Linked DNA regions of Mus musculus: region 2 is linked to region 1. The links are chromatin contacts, called in public Hi-C maps. All regions are on one chromosome and are shown on one strand. Each heading gives the region's core, a stretch centred on a gene start, on an enhancer-like site or on the middle of the called end of the contact. The rest is flanking DNA. Distances are from core to core; before and after follow the strand shown.

Region 1 (5,456 bases), core at 1,914-4,413:
GCGGGGGCCATCGAGCCTGGGCGTTATTAACAAGGCTTGCCTGACGAAGCTAGGCGCAAGGCGAGAGCCACGGGAAGTCTCAGGCTGTAGAGGGAAGCATCCGCCCCACTAGCAGGTCGGGGTTTCCCTTTCCTTGTCCCCATCAATTCCCGCATGGGGGTCTCCTATTCTCTCTGCCAGAGCACAAGGGATGCCCACGCTGCCTCCGACCCTCTCTTCACTTTCTATCAGATCTCTCCAGCTAAACTAGGAAGAAATAGGAGGGACTTACCGAACTTCAGAGGCCTAAGACCCTGTTTAGGACACCCTTTGCCTCACATCTCCCAATAAAATAAGTACAGAGCTAGGCCAGGCCTTTTGCAGTATAAGCAGATGTTTCTACCATCCAGCAGGGTATCCCCGCAGGCTTAGAGGGCTCTTAGACCTGGCAAGTTGGAAGGCAGGATTCCTTCTCTGTCCATCACCAAAACGAACTCTGGATACCCTCTATAAGCCTCGGACTCTCTTAACTGAGAGTTCTCTTAACTGAGAACTTGTCCTGGGCTAGCCCCCCCCCCCACACACACACTTCCACTCAGAATGCTGAGCCTGAAGGGGTGCCCAAGACATTATAGGGCCTAACGCTTTCTAGAGAGCCCTGTCCCTAACAGCTCAGTGCCTCTACTCCGACAGCCTTGTGATGGCTCTCAGCTTGTTCTCACTCCCTGGGGACACGCTGCCGACCCCATCCCCATCGTAGTGGACCGAACTCTCGGCCCTTCCTGGCTCCTGGTAAGGAGCACTTCCGCTATCTCAAAGTTGCCATAAGAAAATAAATACAAGTGACATTGTACTGGGCCAAAGCTCATTAGTTCGTTGTCCAGGCCTAATAAAGGAACAGAAGCGCAAATTATAGAGTTCAGCTTCAACACACGCTCTGTCACCCGAGATCAACGTACCGCGAGCCTGATTCCAATTGCTCCGAACTTGCTGTGCAGTTCGCCCCCAACCCCCTCCTCACGAGCAGGAGGTTGGGTGGAAAAATATAGTTCCAAAGGGAGTAATGATCAAGCTTTTCCTCTCGGAAGCCTGCGCCACCTCATTTCCCATCAGTAATCCCAATAAAATTAACGTCGTGGCTGCAATTGAAAAGAGGAGAGCCCGCGACACTCCTGAAATAACACACTCTTCCCAGCAAAAGGTAAAAAAGCAAAACGGCCCTTTGTTCAGCTAATTAACGAAGGACCAACTCCGAAAGCACATGTGTTTGCTTAGCTAATCACAAGCATGTTTCTTTCAAGGAATGTCATTTTCAGGGGCCAATGGGGTGGGGGGCTTGGAGAGATGGACACCACCCCCATAGGCCCTTTTTGCCTTTGGGCATCTCTCACCAGACCTAAAATCCCAAGGTGGGATCCAGCAACCTATCTCTGACACCTTTTCTCTCCTCTGCCCAACCCCAGAAGCCCAGTAGTAAGGGACCTCCCCGTTAACGCCAAAGCCAGACCTGCAGACCTGCAAGTCACTAGGCGGGGCGGGGGGGGGGGAGTTTTAATGACACAGATGCCATATTAAGTGAGGCAGTTTTACAATTCACATTGAATGGGACGCTAACTTATTACAAGTACGTTATCAGAAGGACGATAAGATTTATAACTCTAAGAGTCAGCTTTGCGCCTTAATGACAATGGATGCTGGGGAGGAAATCTGTTCTGGATTAGAGGAGTTGGGAGTCCCTTCCCAGTTTTCAAGTTTGCACGGATGCATCTAAGAGGGCCCATACCAGTCTGGCCCTTTGTGTCTCCAAAGGATAGATTCTCCCTTTCCTGTTTCATCAGGAAACTGGGGCTGCTTGAAGCGTTAGCACCTCACTCAGCTTTTTAGCCCGAGCATGAAAGAGAAAACAAGAGAAGAGAGAAAGGAGACTGAATAGGACTTAGGGATGAGGGTGGGATGGCTAACAGTCCTGAGCCCTCCCCTTCGGAGCAGGAAAACCCTTCCCCATCTTTCTTTACCATACAAAAGATAGCTTTCCCCTAAACCAATACAGTCAACAAACTTTTAAAAACCGGGGTCCTATTACAAACCAACGCCCAGCACTAACTGCTTTAAAATTACTGCATAATTAGATTTAGTTGAATTTCACCATTAATTAGGCAGCCGCACTGCGGGGAGCCTTTGAAATCCGAGAAAATGGGAAAAATCATCTGAAGCACGTTTTTTAAAACCCAACTTCAATAAATCTTGACGGGGCCTGGAATTCAGAGTACCTCACTCCCCACCCAGGTGGTTGATAGGGTTTCCCAGGCTCGGGCTAGGTTTGGAACTGGACAGGGACGATGATCTCCCCCATCTAACTAGAGATGATGGGTCCCCATCTCTGAAGAGGCCTGGGAAGACTTTCTGGGAGGCCAATCTGTGCTCCTGCCAGTCTCGACTGCTCTCAAACCTACTAGAGAAAGAGGTTATCTTTCTGAAGATGCTCTCCACCCAGGGGCTCGGCCTAGGAGAGCTCTCACAGAACTGGGCCCTGCGACCACCCTCATGGAAGCGGGCCTAGGCCTCTTTTAGGTTCTACCCACCAGTCACATCTCTATCAAATCTCTATCCAAACCACCTTTCGCACAACTTTGACGAGTAAAGCAGCAAGTTGTAGGAACGTCAAGCGAGATTCTCAGCTCTTCTCCCCCTTCCCCTCCAAGCGGGTCCCGGCCCGCTGGAAGCCCAGTGCAGCGTCTGCTTTAATGAGCGCGGGGAACTGACCCAGGTCTGTAAATACTGGCTTCTCCCCCTCCCCCTATACCATTCAAACACTTAAGATCGTTTGTGGATACCGATTTTTATTCTTCGCATTTGATTCTTGAAGGAGAGGGTGCATGAAATCAACTCTCCAGAATATATGGAGGGGGGGTGAGGGCGTCAAAAAAGAGGGGTTAGGGTCTTGGGTCACCAACATTTTCTCTGCAAACGCTATTGCTTTAATTACACAATAATCGAGGGCTGCTCTCACTTGCCAGCCAGAGTTTAAAAGAGGGATTTCTTCCTCCAGACCGAATGGCCCTTAGTCCTCCCCCTACCCCCCCCCCCTTTTTTTTCTTCCTTTTTGGTAACCAATGTGTTTTCTATTACTCGGCCGTGCGGTGCCTGGCAGCCGGCGCTCGCGGTGCAATGGGAGACGCCATGTTGGCTCAGCTCATAGGACCAAGTCAAAAGCGAGCTTACAGGCAGAGTTTTCACACGCTCAGGCTCCCCCTGACCGCCCCCTGCCCCCACCCCCCGCCCGCCGCCGCTCGGTGCACATCCCGGGAGAGCAGCTGGGCGCTCTCCGCACCCAGGACTTTCCCGGGCTAGGGCGGAACGCTGCGGCGCAGGCGTTGGGGGCGGGGGCGGGGGGCCAGGCACTTTCCCGCAGCCGCTGCCAACTCCGGACCCTGTCCCCGCCGCCGGCCCCGATGCTACACCAGGCCGTCGCCACGGACCCAGCCCTGGACATCGCCAGCTAACTTTGAGCCCCAGCCCCTCGCCCCTCGCCCCCCGCCCGCCTCCCCCTCCCCCGGCCGGGCCAAGCACTACGTGAAAGGCCGAGGTAGGGCAACCGAGAGCCAAGCGAGCTGGCTAGAACCCCCCTCCTTCTCCCCCAAGCTCAATCTTCTCCCAGGTTTGTTTGAAAGTGGCAAGAAGGAGCGATCGCCCCTCTCTCTCTCCTCGGACCATTGTTGCATTTCGCGTCTAACTGGGTTCTCTCACACCACCGAGAGCCAGGAGGAGGGGGAGTGGGGTTGGGAAAAGAAATAAAGCGAGCTCAGATCAGATGGAGGAGGGAGAAAAAAAAAAAAACCAGCAAGGAAAAAGAGACACTTAAAGGGAAAGAGTCGCCATGTTTAGCAGCTTTTTAAAAAGATCTCGTCAATTTCACACAGAACGCACTCGCTGGGTCCCAGCCCTCGTCTTTTGTCTAATTCAGTCGCAGCAAAGATCTTTTGTTCTAACTCAGCGTGAAAAGAAAAACTTTCTTTAAATGCAATAAACTTAAACCGAACTCAAGACTCTAAACAGATCCTCCTCCGGCCACTCTAAACGTATACAAGGGGTTTTATTTTAACCCGTTGAAAAATTTTGAGTCCTGTTTTTTCTGCCTCGAAGACCCCCAAGCTCATCGCTGAAACTTAGAGTCAGAGATTTTTTTTCAACGCCTAGAACACATACTTAAATGCATAATAAAACAGGGACTGTCTTTTGCTTTGAAAATCATAAATTATAATTTAATGCCAATAATAATTTACAACAAATGGCTGTTTACAATAAGCTAACACAAAGCAAACAAGGAAAAGGGCCTGTGTTTTACTTAGTAGAGAAACTTCACACACTCACATGGGTAGCACTTGCAAGAGGGGAAAATAAACAACCAACAAAACCTCCATCTACAGGTCAGATGCTGTGCTGTAAAACATACTTATATTCATATTTATATTTATATATCTATATATCTACAGAGGGAAGCTGAGGGTCAGATAAAGATCTCTGCCTAAATCAGGCAGAGTTTTCAGGTCTGCATGTATGAACCAGAACTGAGCATCAAAGTTGAATGCACTTGGCAAACTGATCTCCTTTCTTTCACCTCTGTCACCAGCCCCCTCCCCCGTTTTAAGATTAAACCACAACATGGTAAAAGTATTGTCAGGGAGGGCAGCTTGGAAAGTCTAAATAAGAACAAATTGCAAGTTCCCAGCAGTGAGCTCTTCCCAAACCAGGAAAAGAGAATAAGGGACAGAACCAAATAGTTGACTTCCCAAATCAGCACACCCTGTAAAGTTTTCTTTATTCTCTCTCTCTCTCTCTCTCTCTCTCTCTCTCTCTCTCTCTCTCTCTCTCTCTCTCTCTCTCCTCTCCCTCTCTCTCTCTCCACCCCCCCAAAAATGGTTTCTAAGACCAAAGGATCCCAGAGCAGTACAGATTGTTTCTATATAATCTGAAATGTCCAAATGTTCATGGTTTTTTTTTTTTATGTACATAACTCCAATGGTAAAGATTCCCTTGACCTGTGGCCATGCTCTCAACAGACTGAAGAGGGAGGGGGAGGGGAAAGGCAGGGCAACTGCAAGTTATCATGTATATACAAGAAAAACAGACCCTTCGTCGCTAGCAGCTACATCACTGTATTCAAAATCCTCTCAACAGCCACGCTAAATGAGAACCTCAGGATATTTTTAAAAAAAAAAGAAAAAAAGAAAAAGAAAAATTACACTTACTTAAGGAAAAACTCATTGCAAACAACTGCCCTCTATTTACAGTTCTGTGATTAGCTTGCTTGGACAGTCCTCTGCATAACTGTCACAAATGTACAAAAGAGCATTTTTTTTCTGATCATAAAACAGATACTGATCTCAAAATTTCTAATACTTTTCACAATACCTTCCCTAAGCAGGCACTTAAGTGTGACAAATATAAGGGCCTTATTTTTTTCCTGGAAAATCCAT
Region 2 (6,183 bases), core at 1,406-3,905, 1.1 Mb after region 1:
GTCTTTTTATAAAGACAACATTCATGACATGATTTTTAAAGGGTCCATAACTCCTCCCATACTTTTATTTCCATGCTAAATGACCTCTCATGGTTGTTTTCCAACCACGAAGCATTTGACTTCACATGTATGTTCAACATTGAAACTTTGTCTCATGAAACTCCATCACCTATATTTTCCCATTCAGATGCTCACATTATAGTGACCAACAGAATAGAATGCTTATTTCTCTGTGCCATGCAGCAGAGACTCGGACCTCTGCATGCTTTCCTATCAGTGTCTCCCTTCTGTGATCATAGGCCCTGCAGAGGTCTGCTCTAGGACAGATGCTAATACAGAGTGTCATAGATTAACAGTCAAATCCCCTATTCTAAAAGGACAAGCATGCTGAGACTGAGATGAGCTTTCCCCAACTGTCCAGTACCTTGACATTCCTTCAGATAGTTCCATTACCTGTGAACAATGCAAAGTGTTGCATCAAGTAAGCCATGATCTCAGAATTAATTATGAATTTATACACTTATTCATTTATGGATTGATAGAATAATCATTAATGAAAACATGATAGAGGTTAGGACTTAGAGTGAACACACAGAAGATTCTAAACTTGGGAAAAGGCAAGGAAAAGCTTGCTTGAGTATTTTGGGGAGTAGAGTTGAGAAGGGATTAGGTAATGAAAAGTAAGGCTTGAACTGGTCTATTTCTTCATAGTCCAGAGATCTTATATTTTCAATAACTTTTTGGTTGATTTTTGGAATAACTAGTTGTCCTAAAAAGTATCTATATAACCAGCACTTCAGAATGTTTAATATATTTATTTAGTCTTCTTATACCAAATAATTAATATTTTTCACAGAATTGTTGAAAACAATAGTTATTTTGGTGTCCTATGTAAAACAAATTATAGGCATCTGGTCTGAAAACATCTATTACCTACACCTTTAGCAATCTGTAATAGATAAAACTGATCCATGCAGTGTGAATCCAACTTCACCCAAGTACTTAAGCTTTTGTCAGAGCCAGCTGAGGAATGGAAAGTATTTCTGGAATGTTTTGCTCTGTGACTTCAGAACTCAGGTAGACATAATTACATTAATTAAAACTGTTGAATCAACACGCATTTTAAATTTGCAGGTCAATGAATCGTTTCTCTTCATTTATTTTTAACAGTGCAGTCAGCATCAACAGATACACCCCTCCAACAAGAAAGTCATTTTGCAAGAGTGCCACTCTGATCCATCCTCTATCCTCTAGGTGAGTAAGTACACAGAGCCACAGTTGTCAGATCCTGGATATGAATGGCTGCATTTTCTCCCATTAAAGATTCCGACCTCCAATATTCTGTTAAGTAGAAGCAGCTGACACCCTTTTGTGTCTGCTCTTTCTGTCCTTATCTGTCATTAGTCTGTTCCAAGTTCTTTTTATGTGAAAGAAACTGATTGTTTTGCATCACTTCATGGTCCAAACACAAAGGTGTTTATTGGTATTCCAAGACAGGTCTAGGAGGAATTTGGGTTAAAGAAAGTAAAGGGGTATTCTAATCTTCTTTTCCATGGTGACCTGGAGAATCACAGTTCTCAGTATAAAAAAGGAAAAATGAGAGGTTAGATGATGGTGCTAACTTCCTGAACATGAGCGAAGACTATACGTGGTTTACAATGTCTTTAAAGGGTGAGGGAATAATGAAAATTACCACAAAATACAATTAATGTAAACACATCAAATATGTTTGAAATCTGTGCTCTTAATTATTGACAGAATGTCATCAGTCCAGAATTCTGGGGAAACAATTGGTTTTCCTGAAGTTTTCTGGTTAATACCTTATACTCTAAGTTGTTGCTCAAAAGAATGAAGATGAACTGTATGTATGGACCTTGAAAAATCCTCACTATATTCTGATAGAAAGTATAGTTCCCAAGGTATATACTAAAAAGAACAAAAACCAAAAACCAACCAACCAACCAAACAAACAAACCAAACACCCCAAACTTACAGTATTTTATCTTTATTTTATTGTTGTATATATGGTATTATAAATCTTCTTGCTTTGAAATATGGAAAATCTTATATATTCTATTTGTAAATTATTTTATTGTGTAAATTTCATATATTCTTTTAATTTTGATATGAAATGCTTTTCTCTGTATTCATTGCTTAGTGGAATTTTCAATTTTCTTCACAGAAAAACAAAATTGAAAAAAAAAAGAGAAAGATTATCTTTTGCTATTTTTCATTTGTTTTTGTAAATTCATTTTGAGTCCTCAGAGGGTAAGATTTATAAACATTTAATGCCCTAGTTGGCATCTTCTACTGGATTTATGATAATACATGTACAAATATTTCTGATGGATACCTTGGCAAAATTAGAGATACATGTCCTGGTAACAATCTTTTGTTTATTAAGGCAATTATTAAGAACATTTGATGTGTGTGAATCTTTTGTCACTTTTACCTAAGAAGCATGTTTCTTTTATCATCAAGATCCAAATAAACAAGAAATAGAAATGTAAAAACACAAGGGAAAACTTAAAAATATGCTGAGCATGTATCGCCATCTGGATCTAAAATCTCTCCAGCATGCCCATGCTCACTGAACCAGTGATTCTCTCTTGACCAAAATGTACGCAAAATGTGTGCCTTCCAATGAAGTTACTTGTGGCTCCCTGGCAGGAACAGCCTATTGCACAATGGAGTGCCGGCTCACTTCTCTCCCTAGTATTATTTACAGAAGGAGTACAAAGTATTTTGTTGTTGATTAGATAGGAAAAGGAAATTCCAGCCAACGGTTTCTCAGCATGACTTTTATTTTGATGGATATTTTTTAATGAACCTAATTTATGTGAAGGTTGTTCCGTTAAAAGAATAGTTCACAAAAATATCATGCATGGTTGATCTCAAGACTGTGTTGTGATCCAAAAACAACACACAACAGCAGTCAAATATACGTTTTATGGGCACTTGTCTGTTTTGCTATAACACCGGAAAACGTTCTTTAATTAAAGTTTAAAACCGTAACTGATTAATTTTCTAAACAAACAATCCCTGTAAACATGGGATGTCAGCATCTTAGGGCTGTGTGGGTAGAAATTTTCCTCTCCTTGCAAAGGCAACCAAGGAGGACTCTGGGTGAAGCAGCAAGTGACATTGTGCCCTGGAGGTGAAGCGTCAGGATTTCTAGCATATTCTATAATCTACCTCTCAACAGATCAGAAATTGGAAAGATGTTCCATGCTTGTGACAGTGCTGGCCTGGACCTGCTTGCTACCCTTGACACGTGTAGCTTTTTGACAACAACTCAGTGTGAAAAGGTTCAAAGGACCCTGTTTACTGGGTTACCCTGGTGCTGACGTGGCACAGCGTGGGAGATATTCTTGGGCTTTTGGCTACTGACAGGGATGCCCATCATTTAGAATGAACACCCTCATTTGTTTCCTACTATGAAACCTCAGCTCTGATTTTCACAGTAGTCAGTAAGCAGTCTTGATTCTCCTCAGCCACTCCGTGACCTTTATGTGTTCTTTCTCTTTAAAATTAGAGGGGAGAATTTCAAATGTTACTTAAAAACTCCAAATGGGTTTTCAAAAAAAAAAAAAAAAAAAAACCCAAACAAACATGAAGGTATAATGGCAGGAAAATGGACGAGTATGTCAAACTAAAACTAAAAATCTAACTCTTGAAGTAAGAATGCCCGCAATTGAGATATTTTTATTAGACATCCACAGTATTTCCAATAATAAGTTACAGTCTACATTGTTCCTCCAAAGTCTGGGAAAAGAAGTAAATTAAGGTTGTTTGGGTTTGTCTAGGTGACATTGGTACACTGAGTTTGTGTTTCCGACACATCTCACTCATTAGACTTACCTCAAAGTCCTGATTTACTCACTCAGAGCAATCTGGCATAACAGATCTCCACCTTGTCATATGGAATGGTGATATACATCGCCTCAAAATGCATGTTTCCACACACATAGATACTTCTAAATTCTCAGTGCCATTATCTCACTTGCCCATTATGCAGCAAAATCTTTTAAAGTAAATGTTTCCTTAAAATTGAATGGGTGGGTAGGGAAGTGGGGGGGGAGGGTATGGGGGACTTTTGGGATAGCATTGGAAATGTAATTGAGGAAAATATGTAATAAAAAATATTTAAAAAATTGATCATATCCTTATTTTATTTTATCTTAAGATAATATGTGTACATGTGTGACAGACAGTGTAAATATGAATGCACGTGTGTGTACATGTGCCTGCTGAAGCTAAAAGAGATCGTTGAGTCCTCTAGAGTTGGCGTTACAGGCAGTCATATGGTCCTCAATGTGGGCTAGAAAGCAAACTGGGGTCCTCTGGAAGAGCAGCAACTGCTCTTCACTATTGGGCCATCTCTCTAATTCCTAATCATATATTTTATTACTGTAGGAAGAAAAAGAACTGTGAATTAACACTTCCATACAGTAAGAGAGCAACTGATCTTTTATTTTTATCTCCCAGTGAAGTGGTAGATTAATTAGTACACCATTTAAACGCAAGCCTAAGGAAGCAAGATAATAAAATGAGTGTTGGGTTTGGAAATGAACACTGGGCTGAGATGGGACTTAGAAGAATCTTGTTCATTAGCTGTGTGCATGTTAAGTGCTTGATTTCTGGTGTAAGAAAATAAATATTTTGGATCTTCTTTGTGGCAGAAATGTAGAACATGATAGACAAGAAAAAGTAATCCTTCAGTATTGGCCCACAAAGGGTAAGGGCAGTGCCTTTAAATTGTACCTACTGCAAGCAAGATTATTCACATCATCTGGTAAGATAGCTGTAAGTTCAATGTCTCCATGCCCTGTGAGAAATGAGAGCATTGGGATTTATGAATGTAGAAATCCTGGCAAAGGACAAAAGGACAAACACCAATGCAAGGTCCTGTAGAGGCAGAACTGAAGTCGGCTTGGCTTTCAAGCAAGACACTTCCCTTTCCAGCTCATGTCTTCACAGCTGATGGAATTAGTCAGACAAGGTCTTGGAGGGGAGGGGGAGGGGGTGGGGGGGGTAGAGGAGAGTCAGACCTGAACTATCAGATAATAGAGTTAAAAAAAAAAAGGTTATCCCCATAAGGCTGGGCTGGGGTCACAGGAAGGCTCAGTATTCCCACTGGGTGCAGAGATCCCTGGCTATCCTGGAACATGTTTCCTTTCCTAAAGAGTCCTTAGGGTAGAGGTTTCTGTGCCTTTGTGGACAGCAGCTTAACTGAAGCATCTTTGCTGCTTTTAATCAGGCAGCACACACGCATCCGCAGCCTGTAACAGTGGGCCGACCTTGATGGTCTACCTTGACCCTTAGGAGAGGAGCCAGGAACATGAGATTAAATTCTCTGAAATCTCAGGCCTTCCCTTGATATAAAATAAAGCAAAGATACAAAAGCTTAAAAATACTCGCTAGGTCTTGATGATTAAACCAGCAATCAGGTTCCTGACACTGAAGTGTGCCCTACCCCACAAACCAGCATTTCTTGTTCATAGTAAACACCACAAAAACAATCATAAGCTCTGCCATTGCCTTGCTCCAGTCTGGAACTCTACCAGGAACTGCCTTGTTTTAAAACTCAATTTGTCCCCCTGGTTATACTGGAAATTCTCCCTTGACAAGGTGCCTAGAATTTAGCAGGAGGCATGATGAACACCTGTCTTCACAAAACATCTAAATCCAGGGAGACAGCTCAGCAGGAGAAAGTGATTGCTGAACAAGCACGGTCCCTGGAGGCCACGTAGAAAGCTGGAAGTGATGGTTTACATCTGTAATCCCAGCCCTGCTGCAGGGAGATGGGAGGATGGGAATGGGGAATAGACAGGAGCTACCCTGGGCTATGCACTGCAGCAGAAAGACCCTGCTTCAAAGTGATGGAAAACTAGAACCAAGTTGAAAAGCTGTTCTCTGACCTCTATGGGCATGCTGTTACATGCACATGCATTTAACACAGAGAAATGAACAAATAATTACATAGATAAATAGATAAAAACCATTACTTCCTGAATCTTGCTTTTTTTCTGATCATGTAAAAGCTACCACAAGAGAAAGATATTGGTTAACATTACTGCCATTTTCTCCCTTCAGAAGAGGACCTAGACTTCTTGGATACAATAAATAATCACAAATTCAGGCAGACCCGTTGTCTCCACAGTCATAAACAGAAAGTCAGGC

What was found. A called contact is a pair of places that touch in the nucleus more often than the background predicts.
Region 2: a Hi-C map of nephron progenitors shows a contact between it and region 1, with 6 times the contacts expected there. The contact joins two enhancer-like sites. A contact is called at or near these places in 3 of 484 Hi-C or Micro-C datasets (nephron progenitors and uterus) and 8 of 115 datasets of contacts at active chromatin or transcription factors (astrocytes, cardiomyocytes, embryonic forebrain and 5 more).

What each region holds. Positions count from the first base shown.
Region 1 is chr7:70,347,733-70,353,188 of GRCm38.p6, forward strand. It overlaps Nr2f2 (nuclear receptor subfamily 2, group F, member 2), which reads right to left. Exons shown (of 3, transcript NM_009697.3): 3 at 4,218-5,456. Among named protein-coding and RNA genes, the nearest start is that of Nr2f2, 10 kb to the right of the region's middle. Within about 2 kb of position 3,164, at least 158 of the 459 cell types and tissues checked have an H3K27ac peak or open chromatin away from gene starts, as enhancers often do. A contact at or near this core is called in nephron progenitors, where this site is marked.
Region 2 is chr7:71,464,861-71,471,043 of GRCm38.p6, forward strand. No RefSeq gene overlaps it. Among named protein-coding and RNA genes, the nearest start is that of Gm36260, 88 kb to the left of the region's middle. Within about 2 kb of position 2,656, at least 6 of the 459 cell types and tissues checked have an H3K27ac peak or open chromatin away from gene starts, as enhancers often do. A contact at or near this core is called in nephron progenitors, where this site is marked.